2 separate regions of the Xenopus tropicalis genome follow, and region 2 is linked to region 1. A link is a contact called in public Hi-C data. All regions are on one chromosome and are shown on one strand. Each heading gives the region's core, a stretch centred on a gene start, on an enhancer-like site or on the middle of the called end of the contact. The rest is flanking DNA. Distances are from core to core; before and after follow the strand shown.

What was found. Hi-C and Micro-C count contacts between places; a contact is called where the count stands out from the background.
Region 2: a Hi-C map of gastrula embryo shows a contact between it and region 1, with 2.6 times the contacts expected there. The contact joins the promoter of pcyox1l here to the promoter of csnk1a1 in region 1. A contact is called at or near these places in 4 of 5 Hi-C or Micro-C datasets (brain, gastrula embryo, liver and 1 more).

What each region holds. Positions count from the first base shown.
Region 1 is chr3:40,281,963-40,287,401 of UCB_Xtro_10.0, reverse strand. csnk1a1 (casein kinase 1 alpha 1) reads right to left here and starts at 2,189. Exons shown (of 10, transcript NM_001001221.2): 1 at 1,732-2,189. The coding sequence starts at 1,854.
Region 2 is chr3:40,451,944-40,456,768 of UCB_Xtro_10.0, reverse strand. It overlaps pcyox1l (prenylcysteine oxidase-like), which reads left to right and starts at 2,354. Exons shown (of 6, transcript XM_002939107.5): 1 at 2,354-2,566; 2 at 4,506-4,712. The coding sequence starts at 2,386.

The DNA.
Region 1 (5,439 bases), core at 940-3,439:
GAAATATAGAAAATTATATTCCCAGTACACAACTCATTAAACAAGGTTATATTGCCCCTTCACGTTCTTTGTTCTGAAATAGGGTAAAGTATTCCCAGTCAATGTTTCCAAACGTGCAAAAAATTTCTGGGCTCATTTAACTTTAGGAGTTTTAAGTGACAATCACTGCTGCATTTATAAAAAAAAAAAAAAAAAATTGTCAATCTGTTTTGGGTGTCACTTACAAGGTTAAATTAAGTAACGCCAGAGTAAGTGTTTACTTGAATCCCTTTACTTTTTCCCTACTTGTCTTTATAGGCAGACCTTCCCTTTTTTATTCTTTCATTTCAATATTTAAACCACTACCTAGTGGCTAAGATAAATAACTACAGCTGCTTGGAATTTAATTTTAGGTTTTGTTGAGAATATTCAATTCAACCCTTGACAAATACACTAAAGGGATATATTTAAGGAAAACTGTCACTTTAATGACAACAACAGCAATGTTAACTTAGAAGAGTCTCTGCAATAACTTTTCATAACCAATAAAGGGGATCAATGATCAGTATGGCACTGGGGTGAGGTTTTAACAGTGCTGATAAAAAGCCACTACAACTTTGAATTTTTTTCCCCGTGTTACCAGTTTTCCAAAACTACCTCACCCCAAAAACATTCAGGCAGGTTAAGTGGCTTTTGACAAAATTGACCATAGTGCGTGTATGTAAATGGGATAAGGATGTTAGGTTGTAAGCTACTCCGGGGCAGGGACTGATGATGCAAATGATGTAAAATCTCAGTAAAGCGCTGTGGAAATGTGTCGCCGCTACATACATACCAGGAAATAAATTAATGAAAAAGCAAAGTGTTTTGTTGACCCACCGGTGTGGGTTAGGTGTGCTGGGTTTACTTGGATGGGTTGAACTTGATGGACATTGGTCTTTTTTCTACCCTATGTAACTATTCAAAGGTAGGAATGTAACCAAAGCCATTTCCTAACTGGAAACCCACTTGAGGAGCCATTCCCTCATACCTTAAGCCTGTATGATTGATCATTATTGTCCATATATTAATATACACAGAATAAGTTGCACTTGTGTCACCTATTTAAGAGCCACCTACAAAAAAAGCACTTTTTATCCTTTCAAATACATAATACACTGTCAGTCTTGTAGGATGAAAGGGTTTAAGCAGAGACAGGCAACTCTTTACAGGAGGGCAAGAGCTCTAACAGATAGCAGTGTCTGCTAAAATGGCCACCAGATTACAAACGCACAACATTACAGAGATTGGGGGGGGGGGGGGGGGGGACACGCCAACCAGTAATATCAAATGACCAACCACAGAATTGCTTGATGGGGGGGGGGCCTCTAAAATATCGAAACATCGACCAAAAAACACTACCGAATGACGTAGAATTTATGACGCCACTACGTGTTTACCGAAACCAAAACGTAGGTGGAATTGGACCGAAAAATAAAAGTAATTTCCCAGCAGCAGGATTAGAAATGGAGGAACTATCACGCACAATTATTGATCAGTATATCGGCAGTCAGCAGCATCCCATGGCCAACAGGGGGGCCGAACAACCGAAGGAATCGCCTACTTTTGCTTCTCACTCGGTTCCTGACCCCAAACTCCCAGAAGCCCCCGCGGCCAGCCAGGAACTCCGTGTACGTTCCATAGAACCCTCCGGCTTCGCCCCACCCCGGTGCAGCGCCACAAGCCGCGTACACATGTAATAAACAAGGTTACCTCGCCATTGGTGATATTGATCGCCAGGTAAATGTCTCCAAAAGAGCCAGATCCGATCTTCCGCACAAGCTTGTATTTCCCACCGACAATAAACTCAGCTTTGGAGCCGCTGCTACTCGCCATGATCCGGGGTGGAAGGGGGAGGGATCCCCAGCGATAAAGCAGAACAATTACAATGGAGTCAAACAGAGATATGCGACTAGTAGTGAGAACAGCAGATCCTTCGGCTTAGGGACAAGAATATCCGCGTTCCCTGGGTTCTTTGTTCGGTGTAAGGGGGGTCACCGGGCGCCCGTTTCCGTTCTTTCTGTACAACCCCCCACTTCTTCTCCGCCCCGAATCCCCTCTCTCGGAGCGGTGTGTACCTCTGATGGCTTTCCGACCCTCAGTCACACGCTCATCTATCGACTTCCCACCCTCTAATACAACCGCAACCCCTCTCCTGCTCCTCCTCAAGCCGCCATCTTGTACTCTCTTCTTCCTGCTCCCCCCTCTAGCAGTCTCTCTCGCCACAAAATGCCCTCCTCCGCCCGCGCACTGAACTGTGGGTACTGGGCTAGGGCTGACGCATATTGTGGGCGGAGCAAGTTGCTACGTCTCTCGAAGACGTAGCGTCCCTCCCAGACGCCTTTCGGCCATTTGTAAACAGGATAATGGGACGCTCGATAATATAAAGCTTGCTGCATTAATAGGCATAATCTACGCAATGCAGCATATAGGTTAAGATGCATTTTCGTGCGTTTCGAAGAAACACGATCCTATTTCAAATACATATCAACTGCTTCCCCTCGTTAAAGGACACAATTATAACAACCACCTTGTCAGTTCTTGACCTTGACGGTATTATTGGGCTACCATTCTCAGTGCTCTATTTTTTGAAGTACTGCAGTAATTATCTGCCAGCATGAGGCGCTTATGCCACGTTATGTTCCGCTTTTGAGAAGCTTAGAAACAAAATGGCGCCTCATTTCCCGGGTACAATATGGCCACCCGTATTAGGAAGGAGTGGGTGTTAATTGCTCCAGGGCGCACAGCGTTGGGACTATAGATGTCTCACTGCCACTCCCCATTGCCTTGGTAACTGGGCGGGCCAACACGCAAGCCCCGGGCATTGTGCTTCCTAGGAACGCGAGTGGTGACGCGATTTGCACTTGTTTGTGGCAGCTGTAACTATATGTCCGCCCTTGCAAGTTGCTGCTCGTTATAAGCCAGAGAACGAAGAAAGGCGTCTCTTGGCCACACTGAAATCTTTATATATGAGGCCTTAATAAAGATTAACGATACCAGTGAATGTCTCATAAAGAAATCTCTCGAAAACTTTTTTTCTGTTTACAAAAATCAGTATTCCAATATATAGCTATAAAACTAAAAATACAAAATACCCTCTATTTCTTCCTAAACATAATAAATATTATAATTATAATGAGTTTTTATATATATATATTTTATCCCACACTGCGCTTAAGGGCTGTGGCACACGGGGAGATTAGTCGCCCGCGACAAATCTCCCTTGTTGCGGGCGACTAATCTCCCCGATATGACATCCCACCGGTGAGAATGTAAAACGCTGGTGGGATGGCAAACGCGGCGCCGGTGATTTGCCGAAGTTGCCTCAAGGGCAGTGATTAGTTGGCGCGCATTAAATCTCCCCACAATGCCATCCCACTGGCTAGAATGTAAATCGCCGGTGGGATGGCATACGCAAAGTCGCTGAAGTTGCCTTGTGAGGACCAATCTCCCTGTGTACCCCTGCCCTTAGGGTGAAGACACACGGAGCTACTAGTAGCAGCTACTTGTCGTGGCTACTAAAAAAAGACAATGCTGATCATTTACTGATAATTGTCTCTGCATGTGTCTTAGCAGAGGCAATTCTCACTATTGTCTCTGGCAGGGTATTTCCTGGAGTTTAGTAGCCTTAAAAAAGTAGCTGCTACTAGTAGCCCAGTGTGTCTTCACCCATACAGATATTTTAGGGGCATCTGATTTTAAAGGTATGCTAACAACCCAGTGCTATGATAAAGACTTTAAATGCATTGCTTTTGCTTTTCAGCCACACGTCTGGGAATTGTCATACTGGAAAAAGATGATTGCCTAGAAAAGGATTACATGTAATATATTCCAAATATAGGCCTGAGGTGACCTAACCTCCAAATGGCTGCAGCAGCCTGTGTGGGGTTTCCCAAATGTTTGCAGCTCAGTACCACTCTGTGCAATCAGCAGGGCACCACCTGCTTTAGACAGATCTCCCGTCATACTGTCTCTCAGCTTATGAGTCAGTGAGCAGCCTGGTGCTTTCAGACAGCTGAGCTCCTGCTCCTACCCACCTCCTACTTTCTTTTTTGGCAGCTAATGAGACCAGTCCGCTACTTTGAGAGAGCCTTACTCTTTATCCCACCCTCCTCACTGAACCCAGGCTTTCTCTTCTTGCAAATGTGGTGCTATATTAAATATAATTATAACCAGCAGAATCCCAGGAGTTGACATACTTAATATGTTATGCAGGGCAATCCTAAAATGTTAAGGGGCCTGGGTCAAGCTATAAAGTGCATGACACTCCCAAATGGGGTCGCCACCTTAGACCTCTGCAAAAACCGAACAAGAGGAACAAAAATGATGACATAAGGAAGGGCAGAGCAGTGACATATGAGGGTTGTGACATTTGGGGGCATGTTTGTGTCCTGTGGGGGCAGGGTCGTGACATCAGAGTTGGTTATTGGCCAGATTATTAACAGCCAGTTGTGACCCAAACAACCCTAAGAAAACTTGAGCTATTTAGGTCAAAACCGAACAGGTGGCAATCCTACCCCCCTGTAGAAGTCAATAGACATGCCATTCTGCAATCGGTCCAGGGTCCCCCACTGTCCTTATCAAGCGTGGAACAAAGGGCAGTTAAACCTACTCTAAGGAATAAATTCTGTGTGTGCAGATTCACCCAAACGGGCCCCCTAGGCAACCCGGCTGGCTACCTTGCCCCTGCACCATCCCCCCAACATGTGCACGCAGAAGTGCACATGCGCAGAGACATCTTGGGGGGATGCCGTGTAATGACAAGGGGCCAAGGCAAGGGAGAGGTACCTCATTAAAAGTAGAAAAAAGGGGCGTTATATAAATAGCAAAAAATATATAAAAGCCAAAAAGCAAATATAATTAGCAAAAAGTAAAAATAAAGAGTCAGTGTTCTTGAACCAATACACATACCGAATAAATGTAGTGTAGTATATACAGGTTTCCAGGTGCGTATTCAGATATCTAAAAACACATTAAAACAGAGAGGCACGCTCCCATAGTGTAAAATCAAAAATAAATGGTTTAATACTTAAAAGTTGCACTTACAATTGTTGCAGTACAATAAGCGTATCAATCAATGAGGAGTCGCCCCCCCCCCCCCCCCCCCCCGGTGTTGTACTCTAGGCAGGTGCCTCTTCTGCCTACCCCCAGTTCCGGCCCTGCCTCCACAACACTACTTACAACCCCTATAAAGCAGGGGCTTATTTTCTTTTATTGCGGGCTCTGAAGAAAATACGTCACATGCACACTGCGTGATGTAATTTCCGCGGCAATGTGTGTGACATCACACACACAATGTAGGGGCAGGTTTAGGTCCGCACTTAGAAATTGGAGGGAGGTAAGAAGTGCTAAACTATTTTGTGCCGTGCCCAATTTTTATATGTGTGCAGTAGTGATGTGCGGGTTGAGAAAACCTCAACC
Region 2 (4,825 bases), core at 1,105-3,604, 170 kb before region 1:
AAGATAGCAACTGATTTGCATTTCATTGAGTGAAATAAGTTTTTGAACCCTCTAACAAAAAAAGACTTAATACTTAGTGGAAAAACCCTTGTTTGCAAGCACAGAGGTCAAACGTTTCTTGTAATTGATGACCAAGTTTGCGCACATTTTAGGAGGAATGTTGGTCCACTCCTCTTTGCAGATCATCTCTAAATCCCTAAGGTTTCGAGGCTGTCTCTGTGCAACTCTGAGCTTGAGCTCCCTCCATAGGTTTTCTATTGGATTAAGGTACGGAGACTGACTAGGCCACTCCATGACCTTAATGTGCTTCTTCTTGAGCCACTCCTTTGTTGCCTTTGCTGTATGTTTTGGGTCATTGTCGTGCTGGAACACCCATCCACGACCCATTTTCAGTTTCCTGGCAGAGGGAAGGAGGTTGTCGTTCAGGATTTCACGATACATGGCTCCGTCCATTTTCCCGTTAATGCGAATAAGTTGTCCTGTGCCCTTAGCAGAAAAACACCCCCAAAGCAAAATGTTTCCACCCCCATGCTTGACGGTGGGGACGGTGTTTTGGGGGTCATAGGCAGCATTTTTCTTCCTCCAAACACAGCGAGTTGAGTTAATGCCAAAGAGCTCTATTTTGGTCTCATCAGACCACAGCACCTTCTCCCAGTCACTCACAGAATCATTCAGGTGTTCATTGGCAAACTTCAGACAGGCCTGCACATGTGCCCTCTTGAGCAGGGGGACCTTGCGAGCCCTGCAGGATTTTAATCCATTGCGGTGTAATGTGTTTCCAATGGTTTTCTTGGTGACTGTGTTCCCTGCTAATTTGAGGTCATTAACTAACTCCTCCCGTGTAGTTCTAGGATGCTTTTTCACCTTTCTCAGAATCATTGACACCCCACGAGGTGAGATCTTGCGTGGAGCCCCAGAGCGAGGTCGATTGATGGTCATTTTGTGCTCCTTCCATTTTCGAACAATCGCACCAACAGTTGTCACCTTCTCTCCCAGCTTCTTGCTAATGGTTTTGTAGCCCATTCCAGCCTTGTGCAGGTCTACAATTTTGTCTCTGACATCCTTGGACAGCTCTTTGGTCTTTCCCATGTTGGAGAGTTTGGAGTCTGCTTGATTGATTGATTCTGTGGACAGGTGTCTTTTATACAGGTGACTAGTTAAGACAGGTGTCCTTAATGAGGTTGACTAATTGAGTAGAAGTGTCTAACCACTCTGTGGGAGCCAGAACTCTTAATGGTTGGTAGGGGTTCAAAAACTTATTTCACTCAATGAAATGCAAATCAGTTGCTATCTTTTATTTAAAGTTATTTTTTCGATTTTCCTTTTGATGTGCTATCTGCCACTGTTAAAATAAACCTACCATTGAAATGATACTGTTCTGAGACTTTTCATTTCTTTGTCATTGGACAAACTTACAAAATCAGTGAGGGGTCAAATAATTATTTCCTCCACTGTATATACCATCCCACTGTAACATTCCATTTCCTTGTGTAGCTGTGCTAGATTAGTTATCCAGTATTTACAGCTGTCAGGGACAAAAGTTCAGCTAAACTTCTCCAAACAGCTGTTAAGTGCAAGAGGTGCATAGAGTTATTATGCTGGCTGCTGATATGAGTGTATATGTATTCTCTCTATAGCTGGCATTCAAAGGTAGAAACAGCTAAGTATGGGCCCCAAATCAACCAGGAAGCCAGAAAAATATCCTATGGCAAAGGACAGACAGTCACAGATATTTATACCCCCTGCAGAGGCAGCAAAAGAGCCACTTATTGTACAGCGCTGCGGAATATGTTGGCACTTTATAAATAAATGTTAATAATGTTCAGGGCATAAGGGGTTGGTTAAAAATCACAAAGATTTGGTTTCTAGTCCGTGATGAGTCTGAAAGCACAATGATGCACCGTGAATGTGATGCTCACCCATGAGTGCTCATGGGATACAGCAGTGTACCTGGGTGTAAGACAGTTGGACTAGATCACACAATGGCACCATTGCTGGAAAGTGTGATATATATATATATATATATATATATAGTCAAGTCCTTGAATCTCTTATCTAGTCTCTACATAAAGCTGTAGTGTTATAGTAATAAATGGGCACAAGATATTACTGGGGAAGAGAGAAATTGTAACATAACACGCCTGACGGGATTGCGGTGTGAAAATAAATCAAAATACAAACTATAGAACTATAACATTTTCACATTTCCGATGTTATATTACGTTATTTTCATGAGAAAATATTTCTTGTTATAAGAAATATATCTTATAAAATGACATATAGAAAATAGTTCTACAAGAGCGACGCAGCATCCCAAACGCCTAATCACGTTCAGCTGGGCTACTTGCGATCACCCACAGCTTGCGTTTCTGGCCTCGCTTTGGAATGCGTAGCTTGCGAGGTAATGCGTGTGTTCCAGGCCTCTGTCGCGATGAATGGCTTGACAGGCGAAGATGTGGTATGGCTTCCGGAGGCTCCATCCACAGAATGTCCCTGCTTATAACGCTGACAGCTTTGCTTTTTCAGCTTTGTGCCGGACAGCCGCCGGAGTCTCCTGGCAGGATCGGTAAATGGAGAAGTTCTGCAGAACTCTGCTGTTACTTGTAGTGTAGCTGGGAAATGCCTTCATGAGGGATGCTGCGAACTGACAGCATGGGGCTCGCCCTGCCTTCATGTCTGGGGTGCTGCTAGGAGTTGTATTAAACCATAACAAAAACGCCAGAGGCTGTATTTGCATTGATGTTTATAAACAGAATGGCAATGACTAAACTTTTTTTTAAATAAACACGCCTGGCGCAGATGTGATGGCTTAATTTAAAAGTCTTTTATTAGAGAAATATAATTTAAGGTTCATAAGCTGGTGATGAACTACACCCCCCTTCTAGCACACACATCTGGTATCCAAATGGGTTTAATAGCTGTATGTGGCATTATCAGTGTGAGGACTGGCCTTCATATCATTGGGATCGTTCTTCCCTATTAATGACATTGGCAACTAAAATCCTATTTGTCTGTTTTGGCAGCAGAATACTAAGGGGCTGATTTACTAATCCACGAATCCGAATCCCAAATGGGAAAAAATCGCATTGGAAACTAACATTTTGCGACTTTTTCATATTTTTTGCATTTTTTTTCGTAGCCGTTACGACTTTTGCATAGCCATTATGACTTTCGTGAATTGTCGCAACTTTTTCATAGCCATTATGACTTTCGTGAATTGTCATGGCTTTTGCATAGCCATTGCGACTTTTTCGTATTGAGCGCTCGAAAAATTTGCGACAATTCGCGGAAAAGTCGCAAAATATCGATCATTAAAAAAAAAACGCATTCGGGCGCTTTTCGGACGTTCGTGGATTAGTAAATGGGCCCCTAAGTATTTGTCCCTTAGGTCACAGGTTGGATAACACTGGGGGCCCATTCTCAGGGTACTACCTGCTCCATGTGCCACATTCATTTTGATATATAAGTGACTGGAAGCAATCATTTTGGTGCTATTCATAGGTCAATCATTTTCCATCTTATTTAAGACAGGATACAGGTTGGGCCCATATGTATATGGGGTAATCATCCAATAGGAAACTGCAGTGCCTCTGTACTGGTGTCCTCTACTTGTGTTGCATAATATCTATAAAACATTCCCTGTGGGGGCAGCCATGCAAACAAGTTGCCAAATTTACAAGTGAGTTGCTTTACCAAACATGAACCTGCATAGCAGACTGCCCGCAGTATGTGAGAAGTTACCATGATGTCTATCACATTAAGGGCATGCACACACAATTGCTTCTAAGTGTATTAAAGGAGACATATCATATAAAAATTAGGTATTAATGTACCAGTGAATTATACTCCTAGATATAGAAGGATTGTTTTTGAGAAATTACACCAAAACCCTACTAGTCCCGCCCATCTGTTCCACTTTCTGCTGGCTGTATTCTCTGGACGTGCAGGGGGGCCGGGGGCACTCAGTACACTGCAGTGTAGGATAGGAACCAATCAGCAGCTAGGCTGACCTGATAGGGAACTGAAGCCTGTCTTTGCTTGTGTGAGTGCAGGGCTGTGATTGGCTATCCCCCTCCTACTGTGCTTCTGGCGGAGACCGTTAGGACACGCCCACCCCTCATTTGAAACACAGACAGAGAACGGATAGGATCTATAGGGAGCTCCAATAAAGGGGCCATTGTTACAGATAGGATTAATGTTTAGCCCAAAGGGAAACCAGCACTGTATATTATTCATAATTACCTACAAAATTAGGGGTTTTTCATTTATCCAATATGTATCCTTTAAAGCCAAAAAACCTGCCCCAATCAGGACACCAGGGGCAGTGTGCTGTATTTTCAGATCTGATAATTGAAACAGAATAAATGTAACTGCACCAGGCCATGCAAGAATTGCATGTCATATATATTTATAGTTTCTTTTGCGTACAAATAGCTTTGGACAATTTGAATTACAGAAACAAACATTCTATTCAGTATTGTTAGCGTCTCCTTTCTTTCTTCTAGCTGTGATAGGTGCTGGCATTGGGGGTTCCGCAGTCACACATTTCCTGCAACAGCAGTTTGGTGCCCAGGTGCAGATTGATGTATATGAGGCAGATAGAGTTGGGGGTCGTCTGGCAACAACAACAGTGAATAACCAGCAGTATGAATCAGGCAGCCCCGCTATCCATTCACTGAATCTCCACATGCAAGGCTTTGTCAAGCTTCTCGGTAAGTGTCAGCTTATACTGACTGCAAAAATTTTTAAGGGGAGTATATACCATGTTTATTAGAAGTATATCTAGTATTATCCTTTATTTATACACCCTAACATTAGCAGTACA